Linked DNA regions of Pan troglodytes: region 2 is linked to region 1. Evidence: chromatin contacts called from public HiChIP or PLAC-seq data. All regions are on one chromosome and are shown on one strand. Each heading gives the region's core, a stretch centred on a gene start, on an enhancer-like site or on the middle of the called end of the contact. The rest is flanking DNA. Distances are from core to core; before and after follow the strand shown.

Region 1 (3,913 bases), core at 762-3,261:
ATCACGGGAGCAATGTTGCCGCTGTACGGAGAGTGCTGGACCGAGGGGAGCTGGGAGCAGGTACTGGCGAGCAGGCCCATGCAAGGTGGGCTGAGCCTGGGGGGCTGTGGAGGAATAAAAAGGGCTATCCTGACCCAGTTCTCCTCCCAGGTACTGCCTCCATCCTGAGCTGCCGTCCTTTGAAGGGAGAACCTGGGGTAGGGTTCGAGGAGCCTGGCGAGAACTGTGCACCTCCTCGGGAGGAGCAGCCCCCTCCTGTGCTGCTTTCCCCCTCCCTTCAATATGCTGGGGCGGAGACCCTGGCCTCCAAAGTGCAGTGAGTACTGGGAGGGGTGGGGAGAGATCTCCAGGGGCTCGGATGGAGAGGGCCCCAGCGCAGCCACTGGGGTCTTCGTGATTCGCCCTCCCCTTTTCTCATCTCGTCTTGCTAGCTGCCAGTCTCCAACTCAGCCCTTTCTTCATTCATTGAACAAATACTACTTATATACTCTTCTAGTGGGCAAAAAAAGGAACCTTGCTCTTGTGGAACTTCTGCCTTTTCTCTCTATAATGTTCATACGTAATAAGTATTATTTATTTATTTATTTTTATTTATTTTTTTTTTTGAGACGGAGTCCTGCTCTGTCACCCAGGCTGGAGTGCAGTGGCGTGATCTCACTGCAACCTCCACCTCCTGGGTTCAAGCGATTCTCCTGCCTCAGCCTCCTGAGTAGCTGGGACTACAGGCACGCACCACCAAGCCCGGCTAATTTTTGTATTTTTAGTAGAGACGGGGTTTCGCCATGTTGGCCAGGATGGTCTCGATCTCCTGACCTCGTGATCCGCCCACCTCGGCCTCCCAAAGGGCTGGGACAGGCGTGAGCCACCGCGCCCCGCCAGTATTTAGTATTTTTAAAGGTAATACGTAAGGACTATGGAAACAGAGAAAGAATGGGGCGGAGACAGCAGTGCGGTTGGTGTGGACATCCTAAGAAGGTGGGAGAGATTCGAGCAAAGGCTTGAAGAAGGAAGTGAAGGGTGTAGCTGAGCAGGCTTTGGGAGGAAGAGCATTTCAGGTAGAACAGCTAGAGCGAAGTTCCCATAAGGTGGGAGTATTTCCTAGGTACAGCAAGGCTTGTGTGGTTGGAACAGACTTTGCAAGGGGGAGGTGATGGGGCGAGAGGCTTCACTCCCTTATTTTGTCTTGTCTGACAGATTCCGGGACCCCAAATCCCAGCGGACGCACCAGGCTCAGGTGGCGTTCCAGGTGTGTGTGCGCCCTGGCTCCTACACCCCGGGACCCCCTTCCGCTGCCCTTGGAGAACCTCCTGACCCTCACTTCAGTCCAGCCGAACTTGAGTGGGTCACTAAGGAGAAGGGGGCCACACTCCTCTGTGCCCTGCTGGTACGGGTGGAATGAGGGGTGAGACACCACTACTACAAGCACAGTCGGGCCGCGGGCCCATGGACTCTGAGTGGCGACTGCCTCCACCTCATTCCCGTGACTCGTGGCATGCGCAGGTGCTGGAGCTTGGCAGCCGCGCAGGAGCATGTAGGCAGGCTCTCAGATGTAGGTGGCAAGTGGCACAGCTCCATGTCCGGAGGCCCAGCACTCCGTCTGATGGGAGGAGCCGTGGGAGCCCAGCTCCAGGCCCTGGTACCCCTCTTCATGCACTGATTTGGGGAACATGACTCCCTTTTACTCCCCTACCCCACATCACTTAATTTATTTCCGTTTTTGTTTCTGGTTACTGTGAATCCCAGAGGAGTCTCTCCCTGTGCCCACATGAAGCTGCTTTTTCCGGGGCCACCGGGCGGGAGTGGGGAAGGGTGGGCGCACGGAAGATGGGGGCCTCTGTACAGTTGTTACTGACTCTGATTTCTAAGGAGCCAATAAACACCGTCTCAGAGCCTCCGCCTCGGCCTCTCTCTCGCGCGCCCCTCTCCGGAGCCCGCGTCCCCTGGGGTGCCACCAGGTGGGCCCGCGAAATTAAAGAGAGCTGAGGATGCCAAGGCCAGTCTGCAGCGGTCGTCGCTCACGTTCCCGGCGACGGGGTTTGTACGCCGCGGGCACCCGTCGCAGCGCGCTTCCGCCTTCTTTCACCTGTGAGGTCGGCCGCCGCCGTGACTCCGGAAGGACTCGGCCGGGCCGCCGGATGTGACGCAGGGGCCAGGGCGCGTCGGAGCCGCTGAGAAAGCGCAGAGAAGGCGGGTAGGAAGGGCCGGCGTCCGGGCTGGCTGGGCAGGGAGCGGGAGCGGCAGCAGCGAGCCGGGGACCCCGGCGCCGCCCGCGTGCGGTGGGGCAGGGGCTGCGGTCCCGGCCGGGTGGCGGGCTCCTGGGACACGTGACCGGGGCGGCGAGCGGGCCGGGCGGACGGGCTTCCGCCTGGGCCGGGCGCGGCCCCCTCTGAGCGCCCGCCTCCCCGCAGGCCCCGTCTGAGGTCTGGCAGTCAGAGACAGCCGGGCGCCCACGGCCCGAGCGCCCACGGCAGCACCATGCCCGCACTCCTGGAGCGCCCCAAGCTTTCCAACGCCATGGCCAGGGCGCTGCACCGGCACATTATGATGGAGCGGGAGCGCAAGCGGCAGGGTGAGCCGGGGCCATAGCAGGGGGACGCACGGCCCAGAATGGCTCCTGTACCTCAAGGCTGGCCTCAACCCACCGGCCAACCAGCGCGCCCGCTGCCGAGCGCAGAGGAGGGAAGGAATTATAGCCCCGTTGTGGTGGGATTTAAGCGTCCTGTTCCATGCTCCAGAACCCTTGAGATGGGAAGGACCTTGGAGAGCACCTGATAAAGCCTTTCCGTTCCCTATTGCCGCGATGGGGAGCTTGTCCCCTCGAGGCAAAGAGCACACAGGCGTGTTGGGATGACTGGGTTTTGCTGGTCTTCAATCTGTAACGTTGGAATTGTTTTCACTACCCTGCCTCTTCTTCATTCTGCCTGATTCTCCAGAGGAAGAAGAGGTGGATAAGATGATGGAACAGAAGATGAAGGAAGAACAGGAGAGAAGAAAGAAAAAGGAGATGGAAGAGAGAATGTCACTAGAGGAGACCAAGGAACAAGTAAGCAGTCCCTTGAACTTTCCCAGCTTTGATTTCTTCGTTTGACTCTCCCTGCCTTCGTCTTCTTTTCCCACCCCATCCCAGATTCTGAAGTTGGAGGAGAAGCTTTTGGCCCTACAGGAAGAGAAGCACCAGCTTTTCCTGCAGCTCAAGAAAGTTTTACATGAGGAAGAAAAACGGAGGCGAAAGGAACAGAGGTGGGATCAGAGTGCTAAAAACTGAAATGGGGGCCAAGTGGAACTGGGATCAGGTAGTAAAAGAACCAGTGTTTAATGGCAAAAGAGAAGGCATCTGTCCTTGACTTTGACCTGTCTTCCTTTCACTCCAGTGACCTGACCACCCTGACATCAGCTGCATACCAGCAGAGCCTGACTGTTCACACAGGAACTCATCTCCTCAGCATGCAGGGTGAGGACTAAAGAAACCACCTGATGGAACCGGCCTTCTTGGAGGTCACAGCCTCCCATTTCAGCATCATGAAGCCCTTCTCCCTTTCTAGGGAGCCCTGGAGGACACAATCGCCCAGGCACCCTCATGGCAGCTGACAGAGCCAAACAAATGTTTGGACCCCAAGTGCTTACGGTGAGAGTAGGATTGGATGCCTAGCCCCTAGTACTTCCATCCATGCATCCTTGCCACCAGTATTCAAGTCACAAACATATCAAGCACTTAAGTTTAGGGGGAAACGGGGCATACAGATACACACAAGTCACTGGGTTTCAGCTTTCAAGGAGTTTGTAGGCGAGTTCTCATTCTCCTTCCTTAGACCCGGCACTACGTGGGCTCAGCAGCTGCTTTTGCAGGGACACCAGAGCATGGACAATTCCAAGGCAGTCCTGGTGGTGCCTATGGGACTGCTCAGCCCCCACC
Region 2 (3,913 bases), core at 630-3,129, 240 kb before region 1:
GCTCTTAACCCTCCCTAACCCCTCCCCCGCAACCCCACACCCCTTTCCCACCTTACCCGAGTCAGGGTCCAGAGGAGACTTTGGAGTCCACCTGAGTCCATCTTCCTCCATGGGGGGCCCAGAGGGCACTGGTGGAGACCCTCTCACCCCATCCTCAGCCATGAGAGCACCTAGCAGACCCAGCCGGGGTGGAGGTGGCCCCCGGGGGGAGTCAAAACGACAACAGGGGGATGGCACCTGTGGCGTCGCACCCCCTTCCTGGGGTGAAAGATGGTTCTTGGGGTGTGCGAGGCCCCGCCGCCGGCCCCGGTGGCGCCCCCAAAGCTTCCAGTGGAATGTCAGCGAGGTGCTTTTTGAGTAGAGCAGCATCCGGAAGGCTCTCATGGCTCGGCGGCGGCGCTGTGAGCAGGTTTTTCGATGAGTGGGGCGGGAAGGGCGGGGCCGCTGGGAGGTTCCCAGCTGACTCCATCTTGGGGGCAGCCTCCAAGCTGCCACTTCCTCCTCTTCATCTTCATCCTCCTCCTCCTCCTCTTCTTCCTCCTCTTCACTTGCTGAGGCATCAAAAGAGGGTCGGGGGACAGGGAGGCGTCTGGCTGGCACTGTGGTCCCTGACCCAGGATCTGGCCCAAACCCTCCACCTGACTTGAGTCGGGGTTTGGGAGGTGGGGGCCAACGAAGACGCTCCCGCCTGGGACTTGAGTAAGCTGGGGGTATGCCGGGTCCAGGAGGCTCAGGCCCCCAGGACCCGGTCCCTTGTATAGTCTCTTTCATCTTCCAGTACCCTGAAAAACAAAAGATCAGGGTATCAAAATCTAAGCATCACCCCACCGCAGATCCTGCCTCTCTTCCTGGCCATGCCTCCTCTGGATTCAGATGCAAATAAAGAAAAGAGGAAAAAACGCAAAACTCCTAACTTAAGATCTTCCCAGTTAACGCGGTCCACAAGGGGCCCTTTAGGGTCTGTGCCATCATCTCTCCCCAGTCCAGAGACAAGGGAAAATGGCTAAGCAGCAGGCCTCAGAGATCTTATTTCTAGGATCACCAGGCCAAACCCAATAGCACTGCCAGGTTCTACGTCTTTATTTTAATACCACCAGGGCTGTCCTTTGAGGGCCCAACAAGGGCAATTTCTTTCCTCAGGGACATGATAACCGTGGTACTTGAGGAGAATGCAACTTGCACGTGGAAACTGGACTGGAATGGGAGACAGTTCTCTAACACCCTGGATGAACGGGGGGCATGGGAAGGCTGCGGTCATCTCAAGTGCAGATGCCAGGGATATGGTTCAGGGGGCAGAGGCTGATAAACGGGGAAGAACTTTGAAGGAAACTTAAAGAGAACCGAATCAAGACGCTGGGACAGAACGGAGCGCACAAGCCAGGCCGGCCCAGCCCCCTCCTACTTCATCCTCGGGGACCAGAATGCAACCCGGCACCAGTCCGGTCCCACGAGCTTGGATGGCTCGGCGCACACGGGCCTTAAGAAGCCCCTATGCGGGCCTCTGGGCCCCGGTTCGGTGGGAGCGAGGCCCAGGAATGGGAGAGGCCAAGGCAGGGCTGGGGGGAGGGGAGGGGGCGTCCTCACCGGGAGCGGGGAAGCCGGGCGGACGGGCCCGAAGGCGGGCGTCTCCGGCCTCAAGCTTCCCGGCTCATCTCTCCGGCGACGGCGGCGGCCCCGCCACTCCTGCTGTCTTTAGGCGCAGCCGTCTCAATTCAGGATTCCAACGCTTCTGGGCCGCGTGCCGCGCCGCCGAGCACCCCGCCGCGCCGCCTCTGGCTCTGCTTCAGCTTCAGCTTCCACCTCCACCTCCACCTCCGCCACCGCCACCACCAGCGCCGCCGCCGCCGCCGCCACTCCTCCCCCCCTCCTCCTTCCCCTCCCGCGAGCCCCGGGCCCACCGGCAGCGGTGGCGCACGATTAGTACGTCACACCCGGCGAAGAGCGCCGGCGCGGCCACCAAGCGCGCAGTCCCGTCTACCCGAGGACGCCGGCGCCACGGGACTGGCCAGCCCAGAGCGCTACGCGAGGCTGCGCCTGCGCACATCCGCCGCCCGGCCGCGCGTGGCGGCCCCGCCACTTTCCCTTTTGCGCCGCGCTCTGTCTTCGCCGCGCTCTGTCTTCTCCGCGCTCGCGGGCCTGACCCTAGCGGCATCCCCAGTACCTTGATCCGGCGGGGGGCGCGCCACAGGAGAGCCAGGAGGGCGGGAGATCCCCGTACGAGGACCGGGCTGAGGCGAGGCAGTGGGGGAAATGGAGCCGGGGTATCATTCATTCTATTTTATTTAACTTTAAGCAGGGCTTGATCAGAAAGAAGAGCTCAGAGGAGTGAGGCAACACCAACACCAGGGCGTACGATACATCCGAGGCTCCTCCGACACCAGTTCCAGCCCGGAAGGGCTTGGAATGGCCTGCCACGCCGGGGCAATGGAGCGCGTGAAAGCCAAACCTTGGGACCCGAAGAGTAATTTGACTGCGAAGGCACCGTCATCGTCGGGCACCCCCTGTAGACGGGCGCATAATAGCTACATCTCTGGAGATAGTGATGGAAACTGGGGTCCGATAGATGGAGAGAAGGACGTAGGATAAGGCTTCTTGTGGGGTGAAGAGGCAGAGGGCACCTGGAGAGAGGTGTGACATGGAGAACCAGGGGTTTTCCCTAGCAGAGGGCGGCTTCGTGGACTTCGGCCAACCGGCGGGTGCTTCCCTCGAGCGGCCGCTAGATGGTGGTGCTGTTCTGGATGCTTCCAGTGGGCCCCGACCAGGTCTGGACAATGCCTGGCGCCCGTCCCCCGCCCCTCATCTACACACACGCAAGAATTCGGAGCTCCATGGGGAACAGAAGCAAGATATCCGTAAAATCAAAGTCTAGGGGGTGGGAATGAAAAGGGAAAAGTGAGGAACGGGGAGCCAAACCCAGGAAGACGCCTCTGTTCCTGCACATTCCCTCTCCTTTATATACTCAGCTCTTGGCTGTCTCCAGTATGTACCCACCCTGGTCTTCCAAGCTGGGAGCCACTTTTTATAACACAATCACAGTTTCACAAACCCCAGGAAGGTTCCATGTGGAGAGAGGTTAAGTTTCGCCCTTGCCCGGGGAATTATGACACTCAGAATATCCCCTTGGTGTAAATGGAAGACACCTGAGAAAAGAGAGAAAGTAGATTCGCAGTGAAGCACAGCCATCCAGATGCCCTGTTTCCCCCTGCCTTCTCCAGCTCCACCGTTCCTCTGCCTCCTGTAAGGACCCGGCATTCTGCACTTCACTCCTCAGACCCGCCTCTGTTTAGGTTTCCAACCTCCCTCCTAGCGGTAGCTCCCTGCACTGCTACCCCCGGGCAGAGACGTCCTGCTTTCGGCTGCCCACAGGGCTCTCACCTGCGCTATAGCAGCTGTTGTAGGCCCGGTCCGGGTGGGAGGGCATACTTCTTATACATCGGAATAGAGTCTCCTGCCTTCCTTGGCCTTCTCGAGACACCACCTGACCCATGGTGAAAGTCACGTCTTGAAACAGGACCTGGCAGGGAAGGGAGATGTTGAAGAAAACAGGATGGCCTGGCTCAGTTCTGGGAGGCCTCAGGAGTGCTAACGAGGGAAGAAAGAAGGGTCTGCTAGGTTTGGTATGAATAGAGGGGTCAGGAACCCTCAGTAGGGGGCCAAAGAGGCCCTCTGTGAAGCTCAGAGTGTGGCTGGGGTTACCTGGCTATACAGCAGATAAACTCCAGCATCCTGGATTCGGACACCATATCCTTGGGCCTGTAGGCCTCTCCCACGCCTAAGAGCTGGTTGCCACATCACCTCTGTCACATCGGAGTCATCTGGAGGTGACAGTGTGTCGGTCAGGACTTCTTGGCACTCTCAGGTGCTTTTTGGTTCTTTCCCTTTCGCCTATAAGGACCCCTTGAGCCCAAGTGCC

The links. HiChIP or PLAC-seq counts read pairs in DNA pulled down with a chosen protein or histone mark.
Region 2: an H3K4me3 HiChIP or PLAC-seq map of stem cell-derived excitatory neurons shows a contact between it and region 1, with 7 times the contacts expected there. The contact joins the promoter of SENP3 here to the promoter of GPS2 in region 1. A contact is called at or near these places in 1 of 7 Hi-C or Micro-C datasets (stem cell-derived neural progenitor cells) and 1 of 1 datasets of contacts at active chromatin or transcription factors (stem cell-derived excitatory neurons).

Annotation. Positions count from the first base shown.
Region 1 is chr19:17,827,655-17,831,567 of NHGRI_mPanTro3-v2.0_pri, reverse strand. It overlaps GPS2 (G protein pathway suppressor 2), which reads left to right and starts at 2,011. Exons shown (of 11, transcript XM_511971.9): 1 at 2,011-2,191; 2 at 2,409-2,569; 3 at 2,934-3,043; 4 at 3,128-3,240; 5 at 3,372-3,451; 6 at 3,543-3,625; 7 at 3,810-3,913. The coding sequence starts at 2,476. NEURL4 (neuralized E3 ubiquitin protein ligase 4) reads left to right here. Exons shown (of 29, transcript XM_016931420.3): 27 at 1-60; 28 at 151-316; 29 at 1,195-1,889. The coding sequence ends at 1,399.
Region 2 is chr19:18,072,440-18,076,352 of NHGRI_mPanTro3-v2.0_pri, reverse strand. SENP3 (SUMO specific peptidase 3) reads right to left here and starts at 1,879. Exons shown (of 11, transcript NM_001205128.4): 1 at 1,585-1,879; 2 at 57-782. The coding sequence starts at 771. It overlaps TNFSF13 (TNF superfamily member 13), which reads right to left. Exons shown (of 6, transcript NM_001205130.2): 4 at 3,697-3,815; 5 at 3,376-3,514; 6 at 2,256-3,140. The coding sequence ends at 3,031.